Regions from separate parts of the Sus scrofa genome. Here regions 2 and 3 are each linked to region 1. The links are chromatin contacts, called in public HiChIP or PLAC-seq maps. All regions are on one chromosome and are shown on one strand. Each heading gives the region's core, a stretch centred on a gene start, on an enhancer-like site or on the middle of the called end of the contact. The rest is flanking DNA. Distances are from core to core; before and after follow the strand shown. Region 1 holds the start of TET2 (methylcytosine dioxygenase TET2). Region 2 overlaps TET2 (methylcytosine dioxygenase TET2). Region 3 overlaps TET2 (methylcytosine dioxygenase TET2).

Region 1 (4,057 bases), core at 699-3,198:
ATTAAAACTATATTTGTCAGCCATGTTGAAGAGGCTCCAGTAATTTGTGAAGCTTCCCTCTTCCCTCTTGGTATTTGTGGGTGACACTGCTGGCTGGGCTCCCCCGTCCCCGCAAGCCCGAGAGAAAGCGAAGGGGAGAGGAAAGGGAGAGTTCCGCGGCATAAGAGAAGCGCTCTGACCTCGTTCTCGTCCCTCAGCCTTGCAGCAATCCAGCAGTTGCAGTCGGGTCTCCTTTCTAACAAATCCTAAAGGGCAGCCATCTTGCTTCCTTCTGCTTCTCTACGAAAGCAGCCTAGCCTCCGCATCAATATTCATAAGGCAGTTTGACGTCTGTTCTCATCACTCGGCTGGGCCGGCGTCTCGGGGCGGCCGCTGCGAGGGGGCGGACGTGACTCGCATGCGAGCCGGGCCAGGGCGCGCGGCGCTCGCGAGGAGGCGGCGGGGCCGCCCGAGCTCTCGCCGCTGCCGCCGCTCTCCTCCTCCTCCTCCGCCTCCTCCTCCTCCTCCGCCCCGCTTCCTCCTCCTCCTCCTTCTCCGCCGGGCCGCCTCCTCCCCCTCCGCCGGGCCGCCGCCTCCTCCGCCCTGGCCTCTGTCGCCGCCCCGGGGCCCTCGGCCCCGGCTCCCGGGAATCGGCCCCCGGCCCCGCGGCTCCCCGCACAAAAGCCGGCGGCACCTGGAGCCGAACGTGGGGGCGCGCGGTCGAGGCCGGGACTGGGGAGCGAGCCGGCGAAGCGCTGCGCTCTGAGGAGCGCGCGGGCTCCAGGGAACGTCCGGCCTCCGGACGACGCCGCCGTCAGACCCGGGGTTCCCCGGGGACCCTCGGATAGGTCTCTACCCGGGTGAAGGCTCCAGGCAGGCGCAAAGGGGGAGGCGGCATGTGTCCCTGGCACGAGGATGCAAGACCCTAGCTTAACCTTTGAAACTTTTTGTTGGTGCCGTTCCCCTCCGCCCCCTTAGACTAGGTGCACACCCCCCTGCTGCCTGGCACCCTCCCTGACTCCCACCTCCTGGCAGGTATGCCCTCACGCACCCCAGCGCGCACCCAGGTCTGCCCGCTCGAGCCCGCACCCCACCCCCTGGTAGGTCCACCAGCCCCTCTTCGCCCCCGCTTTGGCATCCTCTCTACACAGTCCCTTTAATCTCGCTCAGCAGAAGCACTCCCGAGTTTCTTCGAGGGCATGCCCTTAGTGCTTTAGGGGTCTGTAGTTTTAAAGACTCGACAAATTAGGAAATTGACCGAGGCCCGCTTCTCCCCGCCCCGGCCCACCTTCTGTTTACTTTGGCCACGTGGGCTGGGAAGGATTCACGCAGATCCAAGAGGGCTTTCTAAGCAGCGACTATCTACATCTCGCTTGATTCAGTTTGTAAGAAATAAACCTGCACTTTCAAGTGCTTAAGAGCATCTATTTTGGAAAAAGAAAAAATTCAGTCTCATAATTAAGAAATGAAGAAATCGACCCATAAACAACTAACCTCCAAAAGGCGATCACTCGATTTCTCCTGACGTTCGTAGTCTACAACTGCTCGCATTCATTGACAGTTTTTCTTTTCTATCGCCTAGTCGTTTTTACTTCTCTTTTAATGCTTTTCCGCACAATCATATGTTTAATGTGACGATGAGACAAAGAACAAAGCCCACGTGAATCGTTATATCAGTTTTTGAGATTTGCTCTCTACCTTTAAGAAGTTCTCACTTTTATCAAATTTCAAATACATATTTGGGGCACATCTTTTACGGGATCGCTACATTGTGATCATGATACTCTTAAGTCAACACACGTTATTCTGTGTCGTTCACTTTTTTGTCCATAATTTTTTTTAGAAGTGAAGTCTTTCTCTAATTTTAGGAAATTAGAATATTTCCTCTTTGAAAAGGGCTGGAAAAAAAGGAACTCTAATGTGTTATGTTGTTACGAGAAAAGTGTTTAAAGTAGGTTCTAGTGAAACATTGTTTATTCCATTTTGAGACAAATTGACTTAGATTTTTGATTTCGCACTAGTCTAAGCAAAACTGTTTGTTTCCCTAAGCATGTAAAATGAATTTCTGTCTTTTCTAACTGCACACTAATACGTCATTGAAGTCTTGGCAACTGCTAGGAGGCTTTAAACTGTTTAGGAGGTGCCTTGTAATTTGTTTTTCAAGTTCAAAAAGTAAAGTTTTCAAAGACTATGATGTACATTCGTATAGTGCATGGTACAGCAGAATTGGGACCACGTGGACTTTGGAGTCTGACAGACCTAGATGAATCTTGACTCCACCCCTTACTAAATGTGTGACCTTGAACATTCTACTTAGCTGTTTTGTGTATCAGTTTCCTCATCTGTTAAACACCCTCTGAAACAGTGTGGTTGTGAGGATTAAATAAAACAACTGGTAAGTGCCCAGGTAGTTATTACTATTACCAATCATAAGCCATCTATTTTCAGGGGTTTTCCTTGATTCACTAGCAGTATACAAGTAATTATATCATTGTCTTCTTAAAGTACATGTAGCAAATATTGTATTCACGTGTGTTTGATAGAAACACCTACGTGTTCCCTTAGCTATTTACAAGATAATTGGGAAAATGATGCTTAAGCTCACTCCCTTCTCATTTCATCTTTTAGACCCTTCTTTCTGTTGTAACAGGTAGTTCCCATATAGCTGGAATCACACTTGGCTAGCAGTTGATTTTGCAACAGGCCCTGAACCTTTTCTTGCCAACTTCTTTCTCTGAACCTCCACCCCACCCTTAACCACCATGACATCTGCTAATTTAAAAGAAAATGCATTACTCCTGTTGGTTATTGTGACTTTTCCACAGCAAAATAAATAAATAAAATTCTAATAGTCTCCAAGTGTAAAACATTTTAGTGAAATTATATATTTTTGATTTTTAAAAAGTTCTTTCTTAGTTGCTATTTCTGGGAAAGAAAAGCTGTAGTTGCACATGATCAGTTGTTTGCTGCACTTCAGTGCACATTTGGATGGGTAATTCAGAGCCAGCTTTTATTTTGTGCATTCTAGAGATTCCTCCTCCTATAGGTGTGGATAATCTATTTTTAAAAGATAATTTGTTGTTTTAACAACAGTAAATTGTTACCAAATTCCTTACCACTTTTCCTCCAACTAGAAAGACCAGTACTGCTCCTACACAGAAAAATCTTTGCTTTCTTATTGGGGGTGAAGGGCGGGGGGAGACAAATAGAACAGGTTCCACGACATGCTATTTTGTGTTAGAAATTTGACTTGATTGGCCTGGGCACCTGATGTCTAACTTAGTTGCTCAGTCTCTAAGCCTGTTAGGGTGGAGGCAGCTTCCTGTATGCTCTGTCCTTTAAAGAGTTGGCAACAGCAGCTTGCTTTACAATGCAAATTTCTTGTATTAACAACAGCAAAAATAGGTGATTCTTAATTTCCTCTCCACCTGGAGAATAGGAAATTTCTTTAAGGACTTAATTTTCTCTTTAACATAGAGAAATAGTTGTGATACATACTCCTTTGAAAGAATTATGGTGGTTTAACAAAAACATTAAATCATAGCCTGTTGTTTCCCATCTCCAAAAACATATTTCTGAAGTATGACATATAAAGATTCTCTGAGTACTTAAAAGACAATTGACCTTGAAGCAGCACAGCAGTCATTGCTATGAAGGGGCCTTGTTTCTTTTGTCTAATGATATTACTGCACACCATACAAAGGTATATATTTAACATAAGCAGAATGCCTATTTAAAAAAACTCCAAGAGATAAAACATTTAGTCATAACTCTTTAAATTATTGATACAAATTACTTTATTAATACAAACTATTATTTTCTAAAATCAAGGATCACAGTATTATGAGAAACTTAATAGACACTCATTAATATGATTTGTACTTTTTTCTGATCTTGTTTCATATGGTTAAATTATCCTTCTAAAATTTGGAAATTAAAAAAAAAGATACAAATGATATAACCCTAACTTACTCAAATCAGGAGCTACCCAATGGGGGTATTGATATTATGGGAAAAAATGAAATGTCAGATGAAACTCAAAAGTCTAGCCCTGTTAAAATATTGCCAAAGGCATTAT
Region 2 (4,057 bases), core at 1,069-3,568, 95 kb before region 1:
AAAATAAAAAGAGGCTTGTGAATCATTATCTTCCAAATGGGGACACTTTTGATAACAGAAAAAAGTTCTATCAATAATTATGCCAGGGAGCCCTCCTATACTGTTGGTGGGGATGTAAACTGGTACAACCACTATGGAAAACAGCATGGAGGTACCTTCAGAAAACTAAATATAGAACTATCATATAATCCAGCAATCTTACTCCTGAGCATATATCCAAAGCATTCGTTGAAAAAGATATATGTGCCCCTATGTTCACTGCAGCAGTATTCACAATAGCCAAGACATGGAAACGACCTAAATGTTCAATGACAGAGGAATGGATTAAGAAGACGTGGTACATATCTACAATGGAATACTACTCAGCCATAAAAAATATAATGCCATTTGCAGCAACATGGATGGAACTAGAGACTCTCATACTAAGTGAAGTAAGTCAGAAGTAGAGAGACAAACACCACATGCTATTACTTATAACTGGAAACTAATATACGGCACAAATGAACCTATGTACAGAAAAGAAACAAACTCATGAACATGGAGAACAGACTTTTGGTTGCCAAGAGTGAGGGGGAGGGAGTAGGAGGGACAGGGAGTTTGGGGTTAGCAGATGCAAACTATTACATTTGGAATGGATAAGCAATGAAATTCTGCTGCATAGCCCAAGGAACAGTATTTGATCACTTGTGATGGAACGTGATGGAGGATAATGTGGAAAAAAGAATGTATATATATGTTTAACTGGGTTACTTTGCTGTACAGCAGCAATTGACAGAACATTGTAAGTCAACTATAACAAAAAATTAAAAAAAATAAAACAGAAAAAAAATTATGCTGGACAATAGGCATGAGCTAGGACCTACTCAAAGCTTCTTCTCAAAAGCATCAATCAAATGCAAGGAATGGACTTTCTTTTTCTCAATATCTTCATATATACACATATAGGGTAGAGAATTTGACCATGGTCTGAACATTAAATGATATTACAGAAACACTGTCGATTTTGAGATGATTGATAACACTGTGATTAGGTTTTCTTAAAAAAAAAAAAAAGTCCTTTATCTATTATTAGAGATACACACGGAAGTGAACAAAGGTGAGGTGATAAGTTATCTGCTTTAAAACACTGGTGGGAGTGGGTGTAGGTCGTGAGGGAGGGAGATGGAAAGTTGGTAATGGGCCCAGGGGAATTCATTATACTCACTCCTCCATTTATGTATATTTGAAACTTTTTATAATAGAATGTTTCTTTAAAAGTTTAATATCACCAGCATGGCAGGGGTATTTCTGGCTTCGACTTTTCCTATAATGACAGATACACTCCCACAACTCTGACTTGCCAAAAAGTATTGGTGAGACTTAGTCATAAAATGGAAATCTCAAAGGGAAATCTTTAAAGGGAAAACAGCTGGCTTGGCTCAAAGGAAATGTAAAATCCACTTTTGACTTTCCCACTGCAAGATGCTCTCAGAGTTCTTTTCTGGCCTCACAGTGGGTGGTTATGATGCATGTGGGCACTGGGATTTATAGTAACGCAGTCATGAGGGTCACACCACTTTGAACATTGAACTGAGTCAGCAGACCCAATGTGAGATTATCTTCCACTCTTGGCCCCAAAATCATAATTTTAACTTTTGCCAGACATAAAATTTATTTTATGGGAGAGAAGAAACTTCAAAAGCTGTATCTGAGTGAAGGAAGTCTCTCTTGCCATTGGTTAAATGTCTCTCTGAATCAGGTATCTCAAGAGTATTTTTTATTTCTCTTTTTGGAGAACTGCTCTAGGTATGAGTAGCCCAAGGCAAAAACTTCTTCTAAATAATTACTCTTCACCTTGAAATTCTAGACAAAGCAAAAATATAAAGGTTGACTTTTAAAGCGTCTTAATATTGAAGCACATCTTTTAATAGTTTTGTATTTGCTTCTTATTTACATCAGTTAAAAAATTTTTTTTGTTAGACCCTGGTCCAATCATTATTAGTGGTTTTCAAATGTAAAATAATGTACTTTGGGAGAGTTCTCAACAAAGAATTTCTGTCTATATGTCAGATTCTATTTCAGACAATGGCATTTATAGGAATCAAAGAAAAGCCTTCAAGGGAAAAAAATATCAGAGATGTATAATATTAATAATAATTAAATCAATTACAAAGAATGTACAATATACTGCATGTAACTTCAATAAATTTAAATTTAAACACATTTAAATAAAACAACAGCTGTCATCCTCACTTAAGTTCTTTAGTGGTTTAAAAGTTCTAGCCATCAAGTCTAAGGGGAAGTCTGCTTTACAAAAACAAGGCAGTGTCACTTAACTCCTAAGAAAAATGCTGCCACTGAATCAGCTCAGGGTGACTTAACTTTCATTTTCTTTCTGATTAAAGGCACATAAATACACTTTTTTTTTTTTTAAAGAAGAAACTACTTTATACCTAAAGCAGTCAGTCATAAGTTTGAGTCCTGTCTTATGAATCAGCAACTTCTCCCTCCAACATATTGTTTTGTAAAGTGGATTTATGGCACTAAGGTTACATGCTCAAAGTAACCTATCATGGAAAGCCAAGTCACACTTTCATACAGGAAAAGTACCTTTCTTAAACAGATTATTTAAAGTTGACTTGCAACTCCCTCTCCCACCTCCCAGTAACTGAGATGGAGAACCTATGTTAACAAATAGTAAAACCATACCAGTTAGAGTAATAATCAGCAATTGAACAAATTTGGTTAGCAGTGGGTTCTTAGAATGAGTAGCATAACAAGTCCATAAGCTCAGAAACTACTTTGTAGTTTGGTGGATGCAGAAGAAAGGAGACTAAAGGAAGAAGTGCAAAATTAAAATTATTTTGGTACTGACCGTGAGTAAAACAGCTATATAGGGTTTCACTGTAACACTGACTATTCCTATAGTCTTTTAATTATATTTAAAAAGTTAAGCTTTTTCCAAGTGAATAAACTGCCTGCAAGTGGATGAGGTAAAAAACCAAAAACAAACCCAAAAAACAAAAACAAAAACAAACCATACCAGCACTTGGATACATTAAAACCCTTGCTCTCCTATTCCAAAGTTTTATATTCCAGGAAAATGATGCCTATCCATAGCAACTAATTTCTTGATTATTCAATGGAAGTAATGTTGATTATTACAATGGAAATAACAAACTAGATTGAAATGAAGTCAAAATAAGTTTGTTTCTACAGCGCTTCTACAGGCCTTGTGTTTTTATGTTTGCTACATATACAGTAAAGTCCTGGACCTGGGAATCCTAAAGTTTCTCACCAAACTTATTTTCTGTTTCAGATACTGCAACATAGAAGTGGTGTCAATACTTCCTAAATGTGGTGGCCAGGCACACAAAAGAGCTGTCATTTACAGTAAGCAGACATGCAAATAATTCCAAGTGCATATAGTAAGGTTGAGTTTGTGGGTACAAATACTCAAATTTCCAGTAAGCTACTTCAAACTAATAGCTACACTCTCTGAAGGTACAAAATATCAGTAAATGAAATCACCCCAAATTATCCACATTAGGAAAAACAAGTTCCTATCACATGACTGTGAAGCGGACATTTTGATCCCTATTTGAAACAAGTAAAAACGCAGGTTTAACTGTGCCCTCAAACCTAGCACGGAAAGAGAGGAGAGGCCAGGCTTTACTTACTCTTCATTCAGGGCACACCGACGATTGGTGAGCGTGCCATATTTCCTCAGTGTTTCGGTGAGCTCGGAGTACAGTTTGTCAGCCAGAGGCAGGGGGATTCCTTCCCACACCAGGATGAGAATCACAATCACTGCAGCCTCACATGTGTGGCCAGCTCGCTCCCGCACCAAACACAGTAACTTCTCCTCGCTGCCGCTTCTGCGAACCACCTGTTCGGGTCACCATTCCACCCCAACACCCCCCACCCCAACCAAAACAAAACAAGGGTCACTTGCAGCAGGTGAGAGCACTGATTGATGTCTGCCTATTTTCTCATGTCTGGGTCACAATTAGGGCCACATTTCCCAGCACCTGCAACTTGCCTTTTGCTGCCCATCTCTGAAAGTGGGGGCTTAACC
Region 3 (4,057 bases), core at 841-3,340, 73 kb before region 1:
AATAGCCAAAACATGGAAGTAACTTAAATGTCCATCAACAGATGAATGGATAAAGAAGACGTGGTGTGTACATGTGTTTATGTGTACACACACATTGGAATATTACTCAGCCATAAGAGAGAATTAAATAATGCCATTTGCAGCAACATGAGTAGACCTAGAGATTACCATACTAAAGGAAGTAAGTCAGACAGAGAAATACAAATATCATATGAGATCACTTATATGTGGAATCTAAAAAAATGATATAAATGAACTTATTTACAAAATAGAAATAGACCCGCAGACACAGAAAATAAACTTATGGTTACCAAATGGGATTGTGGGGGAATAAATTGGGAGTTTGGGATTAACATATATACACTACTATATATAAAATAGGTAAACAACAAAGACCTACTGTACAGCACAAGGAACCATATTCAATATCTTGTAATAACTTATAATGGAAAAGAATCTGAAAAAGAATAGATAGCTAGATATAGATACAAACATAGATATGTATAACTGAATCATTTTGCTGCACACTTACAATATTGTAAATTAACTGTATTTCAATAAAAAATATTATAGCTAAAATTTTAAAGGAAAACAGTCAATCAATCCAAAACATATTTTCAAAAGCAAAATTTATGTCTCCAAACTACATGTTAAGCCTGAACATAAGTCTTTATATAAGCATTAAATCTAGAGACTATAAGGTGAATTAATATTTTTATTATAAAACTGACTTCTATTTCTAATTTTTTTTTTTGGTCTTTTTTTGTCTTTGTTGTTGTTGTTGTTGCTATTTCTTGGGCCGCTCCTGCGGCATATGGAGGTTCCCAGGCTAGGGGTCAAATTGGAGCTGTAGCCGCCAGCCTACGCCAGAGCCACAGCAACGCAAGATCCGAGCCGCGTCTGCAACCTACACCACAGCTCACGGCAACGCCGGATCGTTAACCCACTGAGCAAGGGCAGGGACTGAACCCGAAACCTCATGGTTCCCAGTCGGATTCATTAACCACTGCGCCACAACAGGAACTCCGTCTATTTCTAATCTTGTAAGCACTTTCAATCTTAAGAAATCTAAGATGTACTTCATATATCTAGAAGGAAAAAAAAACCGTGAACACACAGGATTGTCAAAATCTCAAAGAAGGTTCTGGCATTTCCCAAAGTGTATTAATTATACAAGTATCTCTGTACACACATGACAAGCACTTCCTTTGCTCCTTCAGTATGTTATACATGTGTATAGGTGAGGCCTTGCTCTGTTTTTCCATAATCCTCAGTAGAAACTATCTAATTCCAATGTTTGCAGTTTCGAATTTTGTTTAAAATAAGAGTATAAACACAATTTAATAATATCTAGATTATTTGAAGGAAGAGAGTCAGGAGGGGTGTCACTGAAGATTTGAGATGAAGCTTATAGACAGAAGAATTCATGTAAGATGTGGAGACAACTAACAGTTTAGAAATAAATCTGCTTACAATTTGCAATTCTAGTCAACTAGTTTCTGAACTGGTAAGACAAGCACAATCTTTTGTCATTTTTCAATTATCCACATATTTGTAAATCCTGGGGTTGTTTCTTGAAGTTGGGCTTATCCCTGGTCTCTAACTCTTACCAACCTGATATGTGCTGAGGGAAAATATCAAATGTAATTAGAAACGTAATTTGTGTATAACCGAATCACTCTGCTGTACACCGGAAACTGACGCATTGTAAATTAACTATACTTCAATTTAAAAACACAAAAAAGAGAGAAAGAAATGTAATTTGTTGCAAACAGTATTTGTTTCACATACGGTTATAAAAGCTATTCAGATTTTTCAGTTTCGGTCCCTTCTCATCACCTGAAATGGCCAACTGTAAATTAGTTATTCTTACTCGGATACACTTACTAGAATACACCTTATCCAATGCTTGACATTTTAATTTTAAAAAAGGAATTACAGAACTGTAGTTTGGGCTTGATCTCACCCATATCCTATCTGAGAATCTGTCCAGTGGAGAAGCATACCCCAGCACAAAGAGGCTGTAGAGTGGACCCTCTGTAGGCAAAGCTGAAGTGGGTGCAGTGATAGAAAAGAGGAAGAGGAGACAGACTTCCTGGCCAGCGAGCTGTGCAGTAAGAGCCCCTTCACAGCTGCTCTGAAGAACCCGGGTATGCCAAGAGAAACCCAGTACTTGGATGCCCGCACCACAGGGGGCATCCAATGGCCAGTCGATGTCAACCACCGAAACAGCAACATCTGAAGCCCTGGAGCCTTGATCAGGCCAATAAGGAGCCCCAAGCTTTTTTCTTTCTTCCTTAGTCCTGCCCATTGTCCCAGTGGCTGGTGCTTAAAAGAGATGGGACAGGGGCAGAGATACTCAGAGTGAGACTCTCCAGAGGTTAAGACTGTGTTGTGAGAAAGAGTACTGAATCAGGCTTGACTTGGGACTTTCAAGATGAACAGGAATGAGTTTCAAAGACTGGAATAAAATTGTTCTAATAGCCAGAAGATTCAGTCGCAAGTATGCAGTCAAGAAGACACCATAAGGATAGTAGGATGGGGGACACTATCATTGTTGATTTGCAGCTATAAAATGCTTTCATTTTTATTTCTTGAGGTATGGTTTTTCCAATAAGACTGTTACATAAATCCAGAACAGTTTCTAGTAATGTAAAAGAACTTTATGTAATTTCTGACAGGGTTCACAATCATGCAATGTTTTTATAAAATGGCAGAGGCAGTCATAAAAATAAAATGTTGATGTAATCATTCTTTTATTCAACAAATATTTATTGAACATATCCTATGTCTATGTGCTAGGCACTGTTCTAGCCAACAGCAGTACAACACTAAGCAAAAGAAACAGCCTGCCCTCTTGGAGGAGAGAAACAATAAACATAATAAGGAATAAATTGTATGGTACAATAAGAAGACATTGACTTCTAAAGGAAAAAAAAAAAACAGGACAGGGGACTGGGGATCAGGAGTACCAGGGAGGGTTTGAGGGTTGCTGTATTAAATACTATAGACAGAGTAAGTTTCATTGAAACAGTGAGATCTGAACACAGTCTTGGAGCCAAATTACATAAAAAAATCCAATTCACAAGATGATCTTAATTAATCAAAGGGTGAAACTGTATTATTGGATATACTGTCTCTGTCTCCAGCTCTAAAATGAAGAATGGAAAAAGAAACAAAACTACCAAGATATAGAAAATAATTATATTAGAGTCACATTGTCACATCCTCAGGGGGCTTTACAGTACTGTGAAACAAATAACACAACTGACATTTTATTAAAAAAAATAAACAAAAAACCAAAATTCCACACTAAGGATCTTTGCAACACAGGGCATTTTGGTATTTATGTACTGTACTGTACTGATGAAATCTGCTCCTTCTCAAAGGTGTTCTGTTCCCTACCACTGCCTCAGAAAGCGTGCCATCTGTGTTTCTGAGAAGTTTTATACAATCCTGAATGGCTCCACCTTCATAACAATCTAGTCCTAATCTGCTACAGTTACCATGGCAACCCAGTCTTTTTTTTTTTTTTTCCTCCCTATTTTGAAACAATCAGTGATTACTGTGGTTCCATTAATTTGTAGGGTGTTTCAAAGATATTCTTGAGAGTAAAATGAATATTCTACAAAAAGATTAATAATGGAGTTCTTATTAAACCCACTACCCATGAACGGGCTGTCAACTTAAGCTACTCCTAAAAGTCCTAAAGAAAACTGCCAATATCATTTCATAATATAAATAATTTCTGTCCACCCAGAAGAAAAAAAAGCAAAAGAAATTTTCTAGTGGGTAAAACATTAGGAAAATGAGAAACATCAACTACACAGATATCTTTAAAATGTTGTATAACCATGTGTTCATCAGAAACATGTCCCATAAGTTGTGAAGGTTACTCTCATCTTTGATCTTCTATTAGAAGATCTGATTAATACTTTATATTGCCCCAAGTTATAGTGTACATTTTAAATGGCATCAAAACAGAAATAAAAAGACTATAATTTTTTTTTCTTCAAAAAGGTTCTTATTTCTGGAAACGCTAGACTCTAAGGGGTCC

What was found. HiChIP or PLAC-seq counts read pairs in DNA pulled down with a chosen protein or histone mark.
Region 2: an H3K27ac HiChIP or PLAC-seq map of alveolar macrophages shows a contact between it and region 1. The contact joins the enhancer-like site here to the promoter of TET2 in region 1. A contact is called at or near these places in 1 of 5 promoter capture datasets (liver), 7 of 47 Hi-C or Micro-C datasets (embryonic fibroblasts, heart right ventricle, liver and 2 more) and 2 of 2 datasets of contacts at active chromatin or transcription factors (alveolar macrophages and skeletal muscle).
Region 3: an H3K27ac HiChIP or PLAC-seq map of alveolar macrophages shows a contact between it and region 1. The contact joins the enhancer-like site here to the promoter of TET2 in region 1. A contact is called at or near these places in 1 of 5 promoter capture datasets (liver), 7 of 47 Hi-C or Micro-C datasets (embryonic fibroblasts, liver, psoas muscle and 2 more) and 2 of 2 datasets of contacts at active chromatin or transcription factors (alveolar macrophages and skeletal muscle).

What each region holds. Positions count from the first base shown.
Region 1 is chr8:116,545,028-116,549,084 of Sscrofa11.1, forward strand. TET2 (methylcytosine dioxygenase TET2) reads right to left here and starts at 1,949. Exons shown (of 11, transcript XM_013978993.2): 1 at 1,474-1,949.
Region 2 is chr8:116,450,078-116,454,134 of Sscrofa11.1, forward strand. TET2 (methylcytosine dioxygenase TET2) reads right to left here. Exons shown (of 11, transcript XM_013978993.2): 6 at 3,660-3,868. Among named protein-coding and RNA genes, the nearest start is that of TET2, 95 kb to the right of the region's middle. Within about 2 kb of position 2,319, at least 3 of the 83 cell types and tissues checked have an H3K27ac peak or open chromatin away from gene starts, as enhancers often do. A contact at or near this core is called in alveolar macrophages, where this site is marked.
Region 3 is chr8:116,471,786-116,475,842 of Sscrofa11.1, forward strand. All of the region lies in intron 2 of TET2 (methylcytosine dioxygenase TET2), which reads right to left. Among named protein-coding and RNA genes, the nearest start is that of TET2, 73 kb to the right of the region's middle. Within about 2 kb of position 2,091, at least 2 of the 83 cell types and tissues checked have an H3K27ac peak or open chromatin away from gene starts, as enhancers often do. A contact at or near this core is called in alveolar macrophages, where this site is marked.